Linked DNA regions of Mus musculus: region 2 is linked to region 1. A link is a contact called in public promoter capture Hi-C data. All regions are on one chromosome and are shown on one strand. The core of a region is the stretch at or near the end of the contact, and the rest is flanking DNA. Distances in the headings are between cores, read along the strand shown. Region 1 holds the start of A930003O13Rik (RIKEN cDNA A930003O13 gene). Region 2 overlaps Lhfpl3 (lipoma HMGIC fusion partner-like 3).

Region 1 (4,216 bases), core at 1,701-4,200:
ACAGGCTTTTTGATTTGCAGCTTTCTCTTCTCAGCAACCTCTAAACTCAACCCCAGGGACAGTAAAGGTTTTTTTTTGTTTGTTTGTTTGTTTGTTTTTTAAGGCATTGATTTCAAAGAAAGACAACTTTATATAAGCAGGGTTAGGGGAGTTGAGGGCTTGGGAGAGTCACTAGAAATCACTGTCCTTTCTTGCCTTGAAGCCCTCTCTGCTTTAGGACACACTGCCTGCCAACTGACCCTACAAAACTTATTACCATCTTCTTTTCTCTTCTTCCTCCCAAGTTAAAATGCTGACTTACCGGCAGCCGTAGGGGAGTTCTGAAATGAAACCTAACAGAAGTTCTGACCCTTCATTACCACCAAACACACAGAAGATAGATCTCTTTGAGTTATATTTTTAAAGACATAATGTGTCCACATCTAGATCACCTTCTGCATCTGTCCTAAATCGCTTTGATATTTTAAAGGCTTTCTGAAAGGTTATAGCTACACTTGATAGCAATTCTGGCTTACCTCAGCAACCACATTCCCTGATCTGTCTAACGATGTCCTCTTTTCCAAACTCAGCCTCACGGATCTTGAACTGTAATTCCGCAGCTGGATGCAGAGGAAACGCTCCTGTGTAATTCTAACACTTGCACCTCAAATCGTTCATAGTTGCAGCAGAAGGTCCTTCATTGCCTCTGTGTCCCTAATCCTAAACCCCCTCTCTTTACTCCCCCACCCCCATAATTGCAAATCCTCAGGGTATCAGATCAAGAGCATAATTAATCTCCATCATTTACACGTTGGGCCCAATTTTACTGAAGGGTAATTTACATAGTACAGACTTCTGGATGAGTCTATGGGCGCATTCTTTCATCTGCTCAAAGAATGCAGCATTACATTGTGGAGTTTAAGATTATTTGTACCAAAATCTATTCCTGCAATTGAGCATTGTCGGTTTGCTATACGGTTCAGAAGGAACCAGATAGTAACCGACCACAGGAAAAAAAAAATAGAGATAGCAATGAGCAACTCATTTTGAAAGGGCTGTAAAAAAGGGCAGTATCAAGAATGGAGAAAGTAAATGAGAGAAGGGGACAGTGTAAAGTACACATTAATTGTGCAAGAGATTGTTTGCAGACGATCCGGGGAAATTACACTAAAACCAATTCTCGGGTTAACTGGAGCTTTTGGTTGTGGGAGAGGTGGAAATACTTCCACTGTTAAGGCACTCATCCCATTTATCTTTATCCCTCTTTATCTTTAGCACATGCTAGCTGCCAATGAGTATTTGTGCAATAAATGAAACACCTGCCAAATTATCCGATGTTTTCAAACAAACTCTAAAATTCTGTGATAACTACTTCTGTGCATGCAGGCCCCATCTATTGCAAGCCGCGTGGGAGAGAAAAGGTTTGACTTCAAGCGAAGCTTGGGGTTTCCATTTGCCATAGTTCATTTGGTTGCATAGTGGAAAAGTGGGACGAGAAACAATAGAGGATCACCCTCCAGGCGTGACTTCTACATTATTGTGTGACAGACTTCTGCCCAACTTCTCCTGTCTCCATCTGCCAACCTGAGGTCACCTAAGAGTTAGCTTGGGGCAATTCTGTGGTTTTAACAGGGATACCTCCCCGGGAACCACATCTCTCTTCCTTTCTCACCTACACCTGCCATAAGGCTGCCTCTTTTTTTCCCTGCAGAGATGCAGAGGTCAAAGCACGTTCCTGTGCGGTGATGAAAAGCTCAGGATCAGCCTCTTGGCCAGCAGCACATCCTCCAGGATCCAGGGAGTGCCTCTAGGATTCCTCTGGGCGCGCTCTTATAACTCCACGTCTGCTTCTCTTGCTCCTGGCACTTAAGAAGCATCTCCTGGTAGCCGCGATCCTCTGTGACCTGGGGCACCAGCAGAGCCTACAGGAAAGAGGGTCAAAGGCGAGATGAAGAGTAAGGGGGCGTGAGGGCTCGCAGGCTTCAGCTGCAGCAGCTGCAGCAACGAGCAGAGGAGTGGAGGGTGCAAAGCAGGGCTGGAGCCGGGTCCAGGAGGGAGGGAAGAGGGGGGCGGGAGGCTGTGCCTGGCGAGCCGGAGGGGTGCTCCACGCTCCCCCTCCCTCCTTCCGGGAGCGAGGGTGCAGACTCTAGAACTGGTGCTGCTGGGCTGAGGCGGAGGCAGGGGAATTGCAACGCACGCCGCTCGCTCGGCGAGTGTGTCTCCTGCGCGCCGAGAGGCGGGGGGAGGCGGAGGACCGGGAGGAGGAGGAGGAGGGGGAGAATGCCCGGAGCCGCCGCCGCCGCCGCCGCGATGCTCCCGGCTCAGGAGGCTGCCAAGCTGTACCACACCAACTATGTGCGGAACTCGCGGGCCATCGGCGTGCTGTGGGCCATCTTCACCATCTGCTTTGCCATCGTCAATGTGGTGTGCTTCATCCAGCCCTACTGGATCGGCGACGGCGTGGACACCCCGCAAGCCGGCTATTTCGGGCTCTTCCACTACTGCATCGGCAACGGCTTCTCCCGGGAGCTGACCTGCAGGGGTAGCTTCACGGACTTCTCCACGCTGCCCTCGGGCGCCTTCAAAGCCGCCTCCTTCTTCATCGGCCTCTCCATGATGCTCATCATCGCCTGCATCGTTTGCTTTACCCTCTTCTTCTTCTGCAACACAGCCACCGTGTACAAGATCTGTGCTTGGATGCAGCTCACCTCCGGTGAGTGCGCGCTCACCTCCACGGAGGCAGGGGACCCCTGGGTGTCCGAGCTCCAGAGAGGCTGGAGTGGGAGGGACCGCTTCCTGAGCTCTGCCAGTCCGGGACAACTTAATCCTCTCTCAGGTTGAAGGCGTGGAAGGAGGAACCCCCAGGTTCCTCAACCTTGGCACTGGCGCCAGGTCCCCAGGCGTTTCCGAACCTCTTGGATGCTAGGGACGCCACCCATAGGGACGCCTTGGAGGCTGAGCAGTTGTTGGGCAGAGTCCGCTCAGAACTAATGATGGGGTAGTGGGGCGGAGAAGTGGCCACTTAGAGGCTGGGCTCCGTGTGTGTGTGTGTGTGTGTGTGTGTGTGTGTGTGTGTGTGTGTGTTTATGTGCGTGAGCTGGGGACTAGGGGAGTCTGGTACAAGCGGGTGAAAAGAGGATTTAGAGCAAGCCAACCTGTTCTGCCCTTCCCTGGATTATTTCCGCCTTTGCTTCAGGGTGTGTGAGTGTTGGGAGGAAGGGGGGGGGGCGTGTAAATTTGTCTTTGGCAACCATAAATATTTTATCATCCATCTGGTGATGAGTAAATCCTAATTTTGTTTAGGCACCCCTCCCTCCCCCGGTTTTCTTAAAAAGAAAAAAAAAAATGTAGCGTAGAGTGTTCCTTAGCAGTTCCTCGATGCCACACCTCCAGCGTCTCCTTGTCAGCCAAGGTCCTTCCATTTCATCTCTAAACAGGCAGAGACGTCTTGGGAGAATGGGGATTTCTCAAGACCTCATTTTGGGGAAGGGGTGTTAGGAAAGCAGGCGAGGAGAAAACTGGCTTCACTAGCACCAGTGATCTTCCCTCTGTTCAGTGTACTGTTGCCAGCTGAGGCTATGATAGGACTCCCTTCCCCACATCCGCCAGCATCAAAGTTACTTTCAATTAAGAAAGAATGTGGAGTGCCTTCTCTGGTGGCTTTGAAGAGTCCGGAAACAACACCCGTGCTTACTGCACTTCTGTTCTGTCTCCTCTCCTGCCTTCCAGTCTAAAGTCAAGGGTCCTTGTTTTTCGACACATTGATGAAGCCCTTTGGAATGGAGGGATCTTGAATGTCTCCAGCAGTTAAACATCTTTATTTATGACTTATTATTATCATCAGTATTTAAGTATCTTAGACTTAAGGGAATGTTTATTCTATAATGTTTTGAAGGCTTCTGGGAGAAGAGAGATTTCATTACTGAGCTTATCAGAATGTGTAAGATGAGGAAATGCTGAAAGATGTTGGGACAAGCTAAAGTTCCTGTTATTCTGGGATGCCGGGTCCCTTTGTGCAGCAGAGGCTGGCCTCAAACTCCTGGTGCACTCACCTCAGCCTTCTAGTGCTGGGATCTCAGGCTCTGTATCTGTATCAGGAAAGGTTCTTGTTCTTGTTAGTTTCATCGAAGAAGTGAAGCTTAGCATGGACTGAAGTGCTTGTTTGAGGTTTGTCTTGCTGCATTGCATTTGCATTTACTGTGAAAGTTTGTGTGTGAGACGCAGGGACGAGCATCCT
Region 2 (3,881 bases), core at 197-2,696, 180 kb after region 1:
CTCATCAGAGGACCTTCTGTTTGTAGTAGATGGCAGTTAACACAGAACACAAGTGGTCAAATGGCAGAAAATACGAGACTGTAGAGTACTTACCCCTAAGTGTGTGGAGTACTCCCTCCCCCCAAGACTCAGGGATCATTGAAGAAGAGAAAACAGAGAGAGTGTAAGAGGCAGAGGCAGTGGATGACTACAAGGAAACTGTGTCTTGTACACATGGCCGGGGAGCCACACTTGTGAACTCACAGACTGTGACACCACACACAGGCCTGTATTGTCTCAAGCCAGACAAAATCCGAGCAAGGGGGAAATAAGTAGACCCATTCCTGTCCAAGGAGCTATTGCTAATCCACAGCTCCTGGGAGAAAGAGAGTCTGTTTTCTTCTAAGAACACATTCCCTGGTACATTGACTGCACTCCAGTAGACGGCCACACATCTAAGAATGTATGAGCCGCACAAGTTGGACTTGATGTACTTAAAATCAGAAGGGACAAAAAAATCAGATAGAAGAGAGGTTCTGGGAGAAGCTGGGGGAGGGGTAAATGTAATCAAAGCACATTGTACAAAGATTTCAAAGAAATAATACAAATGAAAAGAAGTAGAGAATCAAAATTGAAGCTTTATAACCATTTGATAAAATGTCTATTATCCAAATATGTAAAAATCAAGGATGAAAAGGCTCTTTGGCTCATTTCTATATTCTTTAAATGTTTAATCCAACCCATATCCTTGGAGCATTCTACCTCCACTTTAAGACATAATATTTCATCTCCAGAGACATTTAAAAGGTTTTCTAAATACAGTTTTCCCAGACCATTACAACGAGTTGTTCTATAGAACAAGATAATGATTGACTCTTTTCCAATATTAATTAAGTGATAGTTCTGTCAGGATGCTGCTGCCCCAGTGTTCTGGCATTGGATCTCACTAAGGCACCAGCAAGTGTAGCTTCTGACTCCTGACTCCCCATGCTTCGGCCTCAGACCCTCTCTTGTCATTTAATACATTCACAGGGATGATAAGATGTCCCTGCCTTTGCTCACTGGCTACAGATATAGGTTGCCTAACTCAAAATATTTATAAATTAAGCTTGTATTTCCTACATGTACAAAATTCAAGACATCATATTTATTGTAAAACATGACAAAAATGGCAAAGCATGTCAGTAACAGGCGACAGCACAAAGTTCCAGTGACTTTGTCCTCCTCCTATCCTTCCCCATAGTCTTTGTGTATCAGAAGCAGTAACTAATCTCCTCATTCCACCTTAATCTTTTCTTAGGTAGCATAAGAGGCACCTGTCACTCTCAATGTGAAGGAATTCTAACCAGTAAACCCTTGCAGTTTCTTTAACGAGCCTGGCTGATCTTTAACCCAAGAAATAGGCAATCCATCTGTTCAAGGAAGCTCAGCGCCTGCAAATGGTTAGCTCTTGTCACAGGAGGCATTTCAACACACAGCTTCCATCTGGCCACTGCTGCTTGCTAATCTAAAAAGAGACTTGGGGATATGGGGGAGAGTGACATTTCCAGTTAACAGTAATTATTTCTAAATGCTTCCAGCTTCTTTTCACATTTCCTGCTCTTTCTGACACTTCTGTCTCCCATGGAGGGCTTCAGAAAATGAGGTTATTGGTATAATCTTCAGGCTATTTATAAATAAGATATTCTTCTGCCAAACCTTGCTTTTGATCTTTCTCCTGTTTATATGTCAATTCCTCCCACTCAGTTATTTGGTTTTATACCTTAATAGTTTGATATTCCTGGTACTTTGCCCCTCTCTGGAGCACATGTGTTGAAATAGAGCAAGCCTGCCTATGACCCGTAACTCGGATCCTTATGCTATATATAAATCCTTAACTAGTACCTGCTCTGATGACTGCAAAGGGTAGAGCATGGAAACCCATGATATTTATGTCATTTTTACCCAACTAACAAATTGTTGATTCCCTACTTTCTGTAGCTCAGATGGCTCTAAGTATCATGCACAGATGTACTTCATCAGGGACCAGCTTGTAGAAGAATGCTTCAGATGTAGCATTCTTCCCATGGTGGTCTCTAGCCAAATGGATGAAAGAAGTTGTAGAAATCTATCTAGGACAACTTAAACATAGTTCTGTTTATTAATAAATAGTTCCTCTCCATTAAGTCTCTCTTTAGATAGGTAATTGTGTTCTGAAGCCAAGGGTAGTTAGGGAGACTGTCCAACCACCACAACAGATCAGAGCAAAGGATGGCCCAGAAGAGTTCCTCCAGAGACTTGCTAGGAAAAATGAAACTCTAAACTTGGGCTTCCAGTACAATTGAAATGAATGATGAGTTCTTCCACAAAGTCAGTACATAGCATATTATCATGTTAATGACTTGAAGTACAAGGCCTGAGTGACAACTATTTAATCAATTCTAATATTTTAAATAAAAACAGCCCTTTCCACTTTTCATCAGCTTTGTGGATCTGAACAGTGTGAGCGCTAAGGAGGCTTTAGAGAAGCTTGTACTTAGCACATGTTGCAGGAAATATTCAAAAAACGAACCAGCATGTTCCCACGCTTGTGCCATCAACTCTCTGCCCCAGCAGCCTGGCTGGCCATGCACTGGACAACAATGGCCGACCTATTTTTATCTCGTGGAGACTCTGTCCCAGAACTTTACAATCTCCTCCCAGCTCACTAGGTTCCCACTGGCAGTCACTACCACACCAGCCCCGTGCTTCACATCCCCCACAGCCTTGGTAGTGCACCTTAGGCAAACCCACGCTTTGCTGCAGTACCTTTCTCTCTTGAACCTGGATGAGTCCCAAGCCCCTGCATGAAGGAAAATGCAACACAAACTTAGTTCAGAAACAACAATAACTCAATCGCTGGGTGGAGCAACTAAAATCCTAATATTGTAAGCCTTATTAAATCTAAATCCTCCAGTGGTGAATCCTGATGGATCCACCATTGAAACCTGGAGACACTTGTAGCTACATCTTGTCTTCATGCTATCCTTGTCCAAAAGAAGGCCATTACTCTCTCCTGCTTCCTCTCTTCCGCTGTCCAACCCAGCAGTCCTGCCTACTCACCCAGTGATTGGCTCCTTTATTCATTAGGGGATTGGTTCACAAGAACAGCATCAGGCCCCTCCACAACAGGCAGGCACCACAGAAAGCCTAACTTGAAGGTCTCAACATGCTAAAGATATGCTGACATGTAGGGATAAGGTTTGCCCAAATCTGCAGAGCTAAAGTATAAAAGCCAGAGCCCAGTTTTGAAGAACCTGCCTTTCATTTTCTTTGTGACTGTGCACCTTTACTTTGAATGCACACACTACATGTTGAATAAAGTATCAACGCATTGTCAAATAACATCAGGAAAGCATCTTAGTGTAGACTATTATCACGGCATCTTTAGCCATTACACATGGCAGTCAGTCGGTTGGTACACAGCAAATGTGTTTGCTATTATTTTCTTATAAAATATTTTTTCACAGAGCAAATATTGATCATATCCTTTCCCCTCTCCCAACCACTCTGAGTTCTTACCTACCTGCCTACCCAATAACAACGTCATGGTTTTTCTTGCTTTATGCAAAATAAAACACACACACACACACACACTCTCTCTCTCTCTCTCTCTCTCAATGTGGAGTTCATTTTGCATTGACCAACTACTACTAGACATAGGGTCTGACATGCAATGTGATTTATATGTCCAGTGACAGTCAATTGGAGAAAACTGATTTTCCTTTCCCAGCAGCTATCAATTGCAAATAGCTTCTCATTTAGGGGTGGGGCTTTGTGTCTATAACTCCTTCTTTTTTTTTAAGTGAACTTGATGCGAGATTTATTATTGAACACGATTTGGTAGGGTATAGGAGAGAACTATTGAAGCCTTCAGGAATACA

What was found. Promoter capture Hi-C pulls out the DNA fragments that hold promoters and counts their contacts.
Region 2: a promoter capture Hi-C map of second pharyngeal arch cranial neural crest shows a contact between it and region 1, with 2.6 times the contacts expected there. The contact joins the enhancer-like site here to the promoter of A930003O13Rik in region 1. A contact is called at or near these places in 11 of 39 promoter capture datasets (the 3T3-L1 cell line, 3T3-L1-derived adipocytes, cranial neural crest and 6 more), 1 of 484 Hi-C or Micro-C datasets (cortical neurons), 3 of 115 datasets of contacts at active chromatin or transcription factors (VIP interneurons, embryonic forebrain and forebrain) and 2 of 9 other capture datasets (adipose tissue and liver).

What each region holds. Positions count from the first base shown.
Region 1 is chr5:22,743,934-22,748,149 of GRCm38.p6, forward strand. It overlaps A930003O13Rik (RIKEN cDNA A930003O13 gene), which reads right to left and starts at 2,951. Exons shown (of 3, transcript NR_027362.1): 1 at 1,652-2,951. It overlaps Lhfpl3 (lipoma HMGIC fusion partner-like 3), which reads left to right and starts at 2,121. Exons shown (of 3, transcript NM_029990.2): 1 at 2,121-2,692. The coding sequence starts at 2,260.
Region 2 is chr5:22,927,520-22,931,400 of GRCm38.p6, forward strand. The region is part of intron 1 of Lhfpl3 (lipoma HMGIC fusion partner-like 3); the gene reads left to right. It also overlaps the pseudogene Gm6564. Among named protein-coding and RNA genes, the nearest start is that of A930003O13Rik, 180 kb to the left of the region's middle. Within about 2 kb of position 1,447, at least 2 of the 459 cell types and tissues checked have an H3K27ac peak or open chromatin away from gene starts, as enhancers often do. A contact at or near this core is called in second pharyngeal arch cranial neural crest, where this site is marked.